Linked DNA regions of Arachis hypogaea: region 1 is linked to region 2. Evidence: chromatin contacts called from public Hi-C data. All regions are on one chromosome and are shown on one strand. The core of a region is the stretch at or near the end of the contact, and the rest is flanking DNA. Distances in the headings are between cores, read along the strand shown. Region 1 holds the start of LOC112790291 (kinesin-like protein KIN-14C). Region 2 holds the start of LOC112790285 (zinc finger protein CONSTANS-LIKE 16).

Region 1 (6,034 bases), core at 3,066-5,565, 690 kb after region 2:
GATAGCTTTGGCCTTGGGGCACTCACGAAGACAGTGAGAAATCGTTTCAGGTTCAGCATTATACCGAGGGCACAAATCAGAGCTGCCCAAACCTCTATGAAATTGAAAAGCAGTTGTGGGAATTGCATTATGAATACATAGCCAAATGAAAATTTTGTACTTTTTGGGAACTCGGGTCTGCCGTAACCAAAGCCAATTGGTCTGCTCCTCCCAACCGAAAACACGCTTACAAAGCCACAAGTAGCCATTTCTAGAAGAATAAATATTGGAAGGAGTTGCTGACCACCTCCAACCAGCCCCTTCACCCATTTGACAATCTGGATTATATGAAAGAATACTCTGTTTAACAAGGTCAGGTAAGGGAGTGTGGCACCTCTCAAGCTTCCACTGTCCGTTCTCCCAAAAATCACTGATATTACACTCAAAATCAGAAATATGAACATACGGCATTTCCTTGGCCAAGGGACCTTCCATCCTCCATTTTCCAAACCAAAAGGATTGGTTAAGAGGACCAATATTCCATGTGAAACCATCTCTTAAAAGATTAAAGGCCTTGCAAATACTCCTCCATACATGAGATGCATTTCTGGGAGGCATGAAGAGACTAGTATCAAACTTTTTGAGGTATTTATGAAAAATCAGTTGGACCCAAAGCTTCTCCGGACAGTTAAAGAGCTGCCAAATTAGCTTCCCTATCAGAGCAACATTAGCGCAAGCCGTATCTCTAATGCCAAGCCCACCAAATTTCTTTGGGGTGATAATTGTATTCCAATTAGTCAGACTTAAACCCCTTCCATCAACTGTTCCTTTCCCCAGAGAAGTAATCTTATCACATACAGAGGAAGGGAACAAAGATACATGCATTCGATAAGTTGGAATGGAAGCTGCTACTGAATTAATGAGACAAAGCTTGCCAGCTCTATTGAGAAGTCTGCCCTTCCAGTTAGCCAGCCTACCTTTGATCTTATCCACAATACCATTAAAAGAGGCTCTAGTAACTCTGGCATGGTGAAGATTAACTCCAAGATATTTACCCAAGTCTTAGGTAAAACGGATAGAAGAGACACCAGTGAAAGCTCCTTCCTTCTATTATTGACATTCTTAGAGCACATGGCCTTTGATTTGTCCAAATTAATCTTCATCCCCGATGCTCTACAGAAGCTTTGGAGGGCATGCATAACACATACTACCTGAGATTTTCGCGCTTTACAAAAAAGAAGAAGATCGTCTGCAAACATGAGATGAGAAATTCTAGGACCACCCCTAGTCACTGCCACTGGATCCCAAAGGCCCGAATCAACCTGATTAGCAATGTACCCAGTTAGGCGCTCCATACATAAAACAAAAAGGTAGGAAGACATGGGGTTTCCCTGTCGAATGCCTCTTCTAGGAGCAAAACTGTCTAATCTATTTCCATTCCATAATAAAGTCAACGAGGAAGCTCGAACACAAGTCATAATTAATCTGATAGTAGTTGAAGGAAAACCAAACTTGCCCAAAGTATGCTCTAGGAACCGCCAATCAATCCTGTCATAAGCTTTTTCCAAGTCTATTTTGAAAGCAAGAGTTTCTTTATGGGACTTGGTCTGTTTCATGAAGTGTAGAATCTCTTGAGCAATGATTATATTGTCGGGGGCGCCCCTCCCTAGGATAAACCCACCTTGAAGAGGACCGATAATCTCTGTCATGAAAGGTCGAAGGTGATTAACAAGAACCTTTGTGCTGACCTTATAGACCACATTACACAGACTAATAGGCGAAAATCCTTGAAATAAGATGGAACATCTACCTTCGGGATAAGCACAATAAAAATCTCCATGATTCTTATATCAATAAGATTACCCCTGAAAGCACTTTCCACAAGCTGCCAAATATCCACTCCTACAATTTCCCAATACTCCTTAAAGAAATAAGTCTGAAAGCCATCCGAACCTGGAGCCTTAAAGGAGTTCGTGCTAAACACTGCTGCTTTAACCTCAGCAAGAGTCACTGGAGCAGTAAGTGTCTCACAAGCTTCAGCACTAAGACAAGGCAAAGTAACGTCTCCCAAGCAATCCACTTCTACCTCCTCCGTAGAACAAAAGAGATTCTTAAATAAAGAAGTGGCCTCTTGTTGAAGAATTTCTGAATCTGTAGACCAAGAACCATCAGAAATAAATAGCCCGTTAATCTTATTAAATATCCTGCGAACCAATGTTTGAAGGTGGAAGAACTTGGTGTTTCTGTCACCAAACCGCACCCATTGTTCTCTTGACTTTTGAAACCAAAACAACTCCTCTTGAAGCAAGATGCGGTTATAATCTTCATTAAGTTCCTTTTCTTTAATCCTTAATGAAAGAACATCAGTCACCTCCAACCTCTTTTGCATGGCGCTGATCCGATTCTCTAAATTCCTCTTCTTAGCAAAAATATTACCAAAGACCTTAGCATTAAAGTCCAAGGACCCTTGCTTAACAGCATTTAAATTTGTAAAGATACTATGATTATTACCACTCTATGCATTTTGTACAACTTGCTTGAAGGAAGGGTGAGTACTCCAGGCAGCTTGGAAATGGAATGGCATATCTCCCTTTGGCTGAGAAATACTATGGCACCTTAATAAAATAGGACAATGATCAGAGTGAAGCCGACATAAGATTTCAGCATAAGATGTATATGTATTCAACATATTTCTTTACAATGTTTGCTCATAAAAATGCCTTTAAACCCCTTTTTTTTTGGTCCGCTTCTTTGATTGGTACCTATAAGATGAGAGTATATTCTACTCTCAATTTAGATTTTGAACAAAATCCCCAAACTTTAGGCTGTTGATGAATGTCAATTCGATGGAATATCAAAAAATCACTGTAATATATTGCATTATGAACTTAATTTTAATGCAGCGTAAAAAATTTTATACGGTGAACTAATCATATTTATACGGTTAGTCACAAAAACAAATCATATTTATATGGTTAGATAATTTTTTAGTTTTAAATATAAAATTTAAAAGGAGTGCTACACATACAAGTAATTTGGTTTACAAGTCATATAAGTTAGGAGAAACTTAACAAAAAGCACGCTGACCCATATACGATTTTCATGGCGTGTTTTGCGTTCCTCCTTCTCCTCCTCCTCTTCATTCTTCTTCTCATTCTTCTTCTCCTACTCTTCTTCTTCTTCCTCCATGAAAACGTGTTTCTTGCCAAATTTGATCTCCTTCGTGCGTTCTCTTTTTGCCTTTTCATTCGTTGTTTTATCTGCGTTTATCACTGATATTCTTGCTTCGTTTTTTTTTCGATTTTCATGGTTTCTGGAATCAAGCTTTGAAATCGTTTTGAAGATAATGGAACTTCAGAAATACACCCAAACGATTACAGAAATACACCCAAAGGATTACAGAAATACACCCAAACGGTTATAGGAATTCACCTAAACGATTATAGAAATACACCCAAAGGATTACAGAAATACACCAAAAGGATTATGAAAATACACCCAAAGAATTTAAGAACACCCAAAATTCGTTGAAGTACACCTTATGCATAATTTAGAACTCTTTCTCTTTTTTCTCATCATCTTCTGCTGCTTCTTCTTCTTCAAAAACGATTTCAAAGCTTGATGTCAAAAAATAATGGAAATCGAGAATAACGAAGAAAGAAAACAGAGAGAAAAGCACGTAAATGAAGAAGAAGAAAGAGAAGGCAAGAAACGAAAGAAAAGAAGAAGAAGAAGAAGAAGAAGAAGAGGAAGAAGAACGTATAAGAAGAAGAAGAAGAAGAAGAAGGTACAGAAGATAAGGAGGAAGAAGATGAAAAACGTGCAGTCAAAAAGAACGAGGAGAAACACGATGATGAAGATGAAACACTTCAAAAACGAAGAAGATGAAGAAGAAGAAGAGGCACGGAAAAGAAGAAGAAGAGGCACGGAAAAAAAGGAGAAGGAGAAGAAAAAGAGGAGGCATGGAGAAAGAAAAAGAAGAAGAAATAAATGACTTGTATGACTTGTATGTAAAAACGCTTGTATATGAAGAATTTCTCAAAAATTAATTACTTATATATGTAAAACTCTTTTAAATTCTTGTATTATTACTTATTTGTAGAAATTCTGTTATAATTTCATGAAAGTTAAACAGTTGAAAAGAAAATATATTTGGCTAACAACAGATAGAATGTTAACCAAAAAGAATAAAGAATGAAACAAACAGAAGACGAAATGTCCATATGTCCAAGATTATGAATTATGATATAGTACATAGTATATACAAAATAAGATGTGCATTCACATGACTCAATAAAAGGCATTAACAGTTTTTTTCTTTTTTTTTTTTTTGGTATACTCTTTTTTTTTATTTCTGCATATGACTCGTTAAAATAGCAAGTAAGAATGGAGTCTAAGATCGAAGACTGTTTCTTTGAGGAAAGGAAGAAGGTCTTAGCAACGACAACAGAAAAGTAGCGTTTGACACGTGGCATGCGTGTATAAGTTGCGTGGTTTGGCGGTTGGTTGTGTGGCGCTGGTACAGAGAGAGACTTCCTCGCCTATTCTCCCGCCACTATTCTGATCTTCTCTTTCCCGCTCTCTCTTTTCGCACTTTCCCACCAACGTAACGCACGTAACATTCCTCAACAATAGATAACAAAAAAAAAAATATATGTGATGAATTAATTTGTAAAAATCTGGTAATTGAATGGACTCGATCTCCTCTTTTGACTCTCTTCTCTTCTTTTTTTTTCCTCTTGCTTTTTGGTTCTCCGGGATCCTGTTAAATGGCAATGAGAAATTGTTATGAAAATTAAATTAAAGTTATAATGAAATCTTTGAAATTTAACATGCAGCGTTGGATTTCGGCATCCATATCGCATGCACAATAAATTTGTTTTCTTCAGCACCGGCCTTCCGTGACCAGCTTCTCAATATTTCTTCTTTGGGAAGATGATGGCATGTGCTCATCCCTCAATCCAATTAATTATAGTTGCATTAAGATTTTTGCTTTTTCTGTTAAATAGATGACACATTTTCTGGCCCTCGATCTGCTTATTTGATTGATTGATAAAATGCCCTCTATTAGATAGTTTGTCTTGTTTACATTGCGTTGCATTCTGTGATATAATTAGTTTACACTACCGTGATTCTAAGTTCTAACTTCAACTTCGGTTCGGGATGGATTGGATATTAATTTCAGCTTTGGAGAGCTTTACAGGAAATGTGACGATTCCTTGCGAATTTGGTTGAAACATGGCTCAATGAAAATCTGAGGTTGATTGTTCCTCCAGGGACATAGCTAGTAATGAATAATTCCACATCAGAGAACCACAATACAGAATCCAAAGAAATGGGCAGCCCAAAGCCCATTTCTACTGGAATTTGTAAAAATGGTTTTATAGTCTCTATTCATGGCGAGGTTGAAGGTATGATCGATGGAAGATGGGACTTAACCCCTTCTTAGTAATTACTAATAATTTGCATTTGATGTACTCCTCAGCTCAAGGGTTTTATTACTTGAACATTATTAATTATTTTCAGCGAAACATCGATTGCTTTTGGTTCAATGGATATCTACCCTTCTTCCTTCACTGAACTTACCGATAAATATCACGGACGATGTCTTAAGAGCATGCTTGAGGGATGGTATCGTTTTGTGTCAGATACTGAACAAGCTTCGCCCAGGTTCCGTCCCGGTGGTAATACTAATTTTTTTAAGCGGGAATTAATTAGCATTAACTATTGATTTTAGATGTTACCTCTCTCTCAGTTTGGCTTAGCTTCCCTTTTGTAGGTTAGTGAATTTGATCATGAAGAAAATCTAAAATCGTTTCTGAAAGCTATGGATGGATTGGGATTGCCTCAGTTTTCAATATCAGACCTGGAGAAGGTATAAGACACCTGCATTCTCACTTCTTAGCATAGATCTTATATACAGGACAGCATAAATGTTGATGTAATTGGTATTTGTGTAGGGATCCATGAAGGTCGTTGTGGATTGCTTGTTATCACTCCGAGCAAAGAGTTTGCAGAATGTTTTCTGGGATAACAATTCTTCTACCACTAATTC
Region 2 (5,541 bases), core at 508-3,007:
TAATTATAAAAAATATATATAATATATATAATTAAAATCAATTTATTGAAATACTGATATTCCGATATACTTTTACGTTTTTCGTAAGTATAATTCTACATTTCGTTATAAGACTAGATTTTCCATTGAAATATAAACGACAAGAAGTACAAATAAATTCTACTCATAGGAATAAGAAAAATGTGTATGTGTTTATTTAAGACTCATCATTATAATTTATATAGTGACCTCTTAGTTTAAATAGAATTTTATTAATTGAAGTATAGCGTCTAAGTATAATAATAAGGGTAAACTATTAAAACATACTTAAAAGTTATTTATATTGTTGATAAAAAATAATTTTAAAAGATAAAAAGACAAATAAATTATTAAAAGATTTAAAACTATAATAAAAATATCAAATATTAAATATATATTTTTAAAATAAATTTTACAAATTAGATTTTGATATATTTTTATAAATATAATTAAAAAAGATAATTTTTTTAAAAATTTGATAATTTTATACCAAAAAAATGTTTTTCGATTTTTTTTGCTGAATGATTGAAATTTTTTTAGATTTTTTTGTTATATTTTTAAATTGTTCAAAACTTATTTATCGTTTATATATCAGAACTATTTTTATCATTTGTACGAATTTTTGGATATTATATTAGTTTACCCTAACATTACATAATAAAAGTATCAGGACAGACATAACTTATACATAAGTACCAGGTTTCGAAGCTAGACCATACTTTTTTTCTTCTTTTTGGTGTCTGAAGGTAGACCATATTGATTCTGATAAATACGCGCAAATATGACTAAGAAATAATAACTACAAACACTGGTAGGCTTGGATAAAGTTGATAGTTATGGCTTATAAGCATCATCACAAGCAACAGGTTTTGGCAATAATATCTTGCCCCAATTCTAGCAAGAATATCTATCTGAACGATAAGTTGCATTCATGAGGTCGTTTGAACAAAACACAGGTGTCATCAGATAATTCGCTTCTACTTTTCCATCACTTCAAGATTTTAAAATGTATACCCATACCATCATCACATTGATATTTACATTATGCTAAGATTCCTAATTAATATTTAGCCACATGGCACTAGTTATTGCATAGTAACACACAAAGCTAAGTTTGTTCTATCTTTACTTGCCTTTGTCCCCTCTTTTTTTCCTCGTCAGCTGTTAACTTCCCTGATAAGGATATATATAGACAATAGAGAATTTAGTGACAAGAATACATGTTGGAGAATTCTGCATATCCGATGGAACCCCCAAAAAATTGAATCTATATATATACATACACATCCATCATGTGGCTTTGGTATATTTAAAATTTACTGTGAAAATAAATATATAATAAAATTCATGGTGATCTATTATTTGGATTTTGGACTGACTCCTATAATATCAACGGCCACCTCGGTTGATTTGTATAGGTTGTGTAGACTTATGTGCTTTCTGTTACATCAGTATTGCCTTTCATGCATGCAATTCTGAGTTAACCATAAACAGATAACATATCGGCAGAGAAACTAATTTGTTACCAAATAAATGAGTTATGAGTTATGACCAATTTGTAAAATTTGAACCCAATGGTAAGAAATTTATCCGTTTCTTGACATTAGGATATACACAACAATCTTAATTATCCCCTTTTAGTTTCATCAATTAGATCAACTTCTGTAGAGCAAAGAAAGGAAACTAATAATGATGAGGCAATGAATACTATGTGTATGTGGTTTTGAAACATAAAAATTGAAGGTGAGTCAAGCACGAACATTATGTAAAATAGGCAGGGAAGGCGAAGAGAATCTAATGGGTGAAAAGAAGTATGAGAAAGAGAGAGGGGAAGCGAAAGCAACATGAGTAGGGGACCGCAAGCAGGAATTTTAAAGTCTTAGGCGGAATTATTGAATCAATAGGGTGGATCCCAACAAAAGCGTCTTACTCAGAAATTTAACTCTCACCACTGCCCATAACACACAGTCGAGTAAACACTTAAACTTACCAGGTGCAGCTCCAAGTGGGGCCCATGTGAAATCCCGTTGTTACAAGCACAACCAATCACAATTCAGAGAACAAGATGAACATGAAATCACCAACCAATGGGATGTTGGATGAGCCCGAATTGCGGGGACCATTAGCAAAATGACCAAAAGTGCATAGGATGGTATAGGGTTTCTCCCACACCACACTGTCAAGTCTCAACACACAAATAATTGAATTGAAGTGAATCATTTTGGGGGTACCCCAAATAAATAGACTAAACACCTTGCAAAGTTCCTGTTGCAATTGCAACTTGCAATCACTAACTAACTGCCATTTTCATTGCTCTGACAAGTTTGTTATTTTTAGTTCTTCTATGAGCATAGACATGAAAGAAGCAGCTGCAACTGCAACAACTGCAAGTGCCTTGGGTGCCAAGACGGCCAGGGCTTGCGACAGCTGCTTACGGAGGAGGGCACGGTGGTTCTGCGCTGCAGATGATGCATTCCTCTGCCATGCCTGCGACAACTTGGTCCACTCCGCGAACCAGTTAGCGAGCAGGCACGAGAGGGTTAGGCTTCAAACGGCGTCGTGCAAGCTCACCAACAAGGTAACCACCGCACACGCATGGCACAGTGGGTTCACGCGCAAGGCAAGAACACCACGCCACAACAACAACAAGCACTTAGCCTTACAACAAAGGCTTAAGGACCAAGTTTTATTCAACACCGCTTGTGTTCTTCCCGTTGTGCCGGAGCTTGGAGTTGAAGAAACAGCTCTTCTGGATGATCATGAGAGTGAGGAGCAGCTGCTGTGTCGCGTGCCCGTGTTTGACCCTTTCGATGCAGAGCTTTGCAATGATGTGTACAGTGAAGTCAGGGACGAGAAGAATCACGAAGAACGAGGTTGTTGTGATGACTTGGAGAGCTTCTCTGAGTTTCTGCCATCGGATATGGATCTTGCTGAGTTTGCTGCTGATGTTGAAACCCTGCTTGGAAGTGGGATTGATGAAGATTCATTAGGAATTGATTGCAAAGAAGAAGTTCAAAGAGAAGATGCATGCGTTAGAGCCGAAACCACCATTAATATTAAGGAGGGTGCAATGGTAATGGTAAAGGTGAAGGATGAGGAGCTTGATTCAGATACAGCAAGTCATCTTCAGTCAGTTTTTGACATCACAAACGATGACGAATTTGATTGGAATATCGAATCGGTGCTCTTATCGGCGGAGGAAAAGGCGACCACTGCCGCACCAGTAAGTAATAATAGTGATAGTGTTGGTGAAGAGAAAAAGAGGGACATATTTTTGAGACTAAACTATGAAGAGGTTATAAATGCTTGGGCAAGCCAAGGTTCTCCGTGGACAACAGGAACCCCTCCTCCGTTCAACCCTCATGATCATTCCTGGCTAAATTTCTTGGTACTTATTAGTACTTCTCTACTCCGTCTATGTATATGTATTTTTGTACTAGTATTTGATGCAGATGCGCATACATATTTGTGAATTTCAGGATCCAAGTGGTGGAGATGTTCATCAGTGCTCTTCTTATGGGGATGGCAGAAGCGTGAGGGGACATGTTGGAGATGGGGGAAGAGAAGCAAGAGTATCTAGGTACAGAGAGAAGAGAAGGACTCGTTTGTTTGCTAAGAAGATAAGATATGAAGTGAGGAAACTGAATGCGGAGAAGAGACCTAGAATGAAAGGTAGATTTGTCAAGAGATCATGCCTTGTTGGAGGAGCCACATCTTCCTTTCAACCCTCCTATAACTGAGCGAGACTGACATCAATCAATCATTCAATCAAGTTCCTTGTTTGCTTTTTCTGCAAATCTGGAATGCTTCTGTGACATAATAATATCACTATTATTCTAGGTCAGGTTTCGCTAAAGTTGTTGCTTGGGATTGAATCTCTCTATCTCTAGCAGGTCTCTTAGTTGGGTAATCAGATTTAGGAATTCGGGTTATGTTGATGCATGCATTACCCAGTTAACTTTCTAGCTAGGCTACTGATATTTAACAATGTTTACTACATATATATATCAAGTTCAGATGTTAATTGTTGAATTAGTTTGTACATTATCTACATATATATATATATGCTTGTGACGATTTCGGTTTAATGTACTCCTTTGTCCCATGTACACGAAGAAGTAAAAAACAGGAGGGTGGTTGTTATATTAATTAGAAAGATGAACATGCTTACATACTAAGTTTAATTTCAGCAATGCGAATCCACCAAACTAGTTTTCACAATAAGCTATATGCAGATGTGGTTAAATTCTGGCCAGCACTTAACTATCAAAAGAAAATTGAATAATTCTATACCATTAGATATAATTTTACACTATTAAAAATATCATTAATGACTAATTAATGACTAACCACAAAATCTACTAACTTCCTAAACTTTCTCTATAAAAATGATGGAAACTTAAGTGTGCAATCTATTTTTAAAAGAAATGGATAGTCGTCAAATTATTAAATATGTTAAATTATTTAAAAATTTTTAATTAATGTCACATAAAAATAACATATTTTTATCTTTAAAAATTTATTAGAATAACAAAGTTACGAATGGTTGGATACAAATGAATAAATATTAAAAAATAATAATATAAAATTATTTTATTTATTTTAAAATATATATATATATATATATATATATATATATATAATCATTTATGTATTTTGAAAATAATTAAAAAACAAAGAATAAAGATATGAATGCATATATAAAAAAAGTTATGATTTCTCATCATTCTCAAATTATGCTTCTCAAACATTATTCTTCCAGTTATTTGGTTTAGTAAGAAAAAACGGAAACATCTAAGTTCTAATCATTATAATATTTAATTTGTACAATCTATAAAAGTTAATTAAGGAGGGAATGGTTATAATGGAAGCTATAACATTATAATAAAGTTTCGCTAGGTTATGTCGTGAATAACGTATTGTATTTTAGATTTATTAAACATTTAATTTTATTTTTGCTAAAGTGAAATTCGCGTGATGTGTAAAGAAGTATATTAATTATAGTTTTAACTATTTTATATGTTGTTATAATTTTATCGAAATTTTAATTAAATTTTTATATTTTTTTAATTGATTATTTATATTATATATTTTTTTAATTTAGTTCCTATTAACGTTAAATACCTAAAAAAACGTTAGTACATTATACATTTACTTATATATCTTTATCTTCATATTCAGAGACTCTCAAGTTTCATCAATAGCTTCCTTATTCCCCTTTTTCCTAATATTCAGTCTCTCTATCATTTATCTCTCCATTGCCCGACGCCAACGACATCCTCGCCGACTCAAGCTTCGTCTTTATAGCTCTTATAGCAGTAGAATTTCTCTTAGTGTTCTATTATTAGAAAAATTATTTTGATTGATTAGATATTACATAGAGATTCAAATATTTTCGTTGCGAAGCTGTCTAAGAATCTTGGAATAAGAGGCATCATTATGACATCCTGGTTTTTTTGCGATAGATTCGCGTATGTAAATTTTACGTTTTATTCGCATAACGCTTATGATAAGTTTTTCTGC

Evidence for each region. A called contact is a pair of places that touch in the nucleus more often than the background predicts.
Region 1: a Hi-C map of an unstated tissue shows a contact between it and region 2, with 6 times the contacts expected there. The contact joins the promoter of LOC112790291 here to the promoter of LOC112790285 in region 2. A contact is called at or near these places in 3 of 8 Hi-C or Micro-C datasets (leaf and an unstated tissue).

The regions. Positions count from the first base shown.
Region 1 is chr3:37,140,783-37,146,816 of arahy.Tifrunner.gnm2.J5K5, forward strand. LOC112790291 (kinesin-like protein KIN-14C) reads left to right here and starts at 4,316. Exons shown (of 18, transcript XM_072232813.1): 1 at 4,316-5,390; 2 at 5,506-5,663; 3 at 5,759-5,854; 4 at 5,940-6,034. The coding sequence starts at 5,270.
Region 2 is chr3:36,452,285-36,457,825 of arahy.Tifrunner.gnm2.J5K5, forward strand. LOC112790285 (zinc finger protein CONSTANS-LIKE 16) reads left to right here and starts at 1,758. Exons shown (of 2, transcript XM_025832614.3): 1 at 1,758-3,406; 2 at 3,498-4,106. The coding sequence starts at 2,363. The coding sequence ends at 3,758.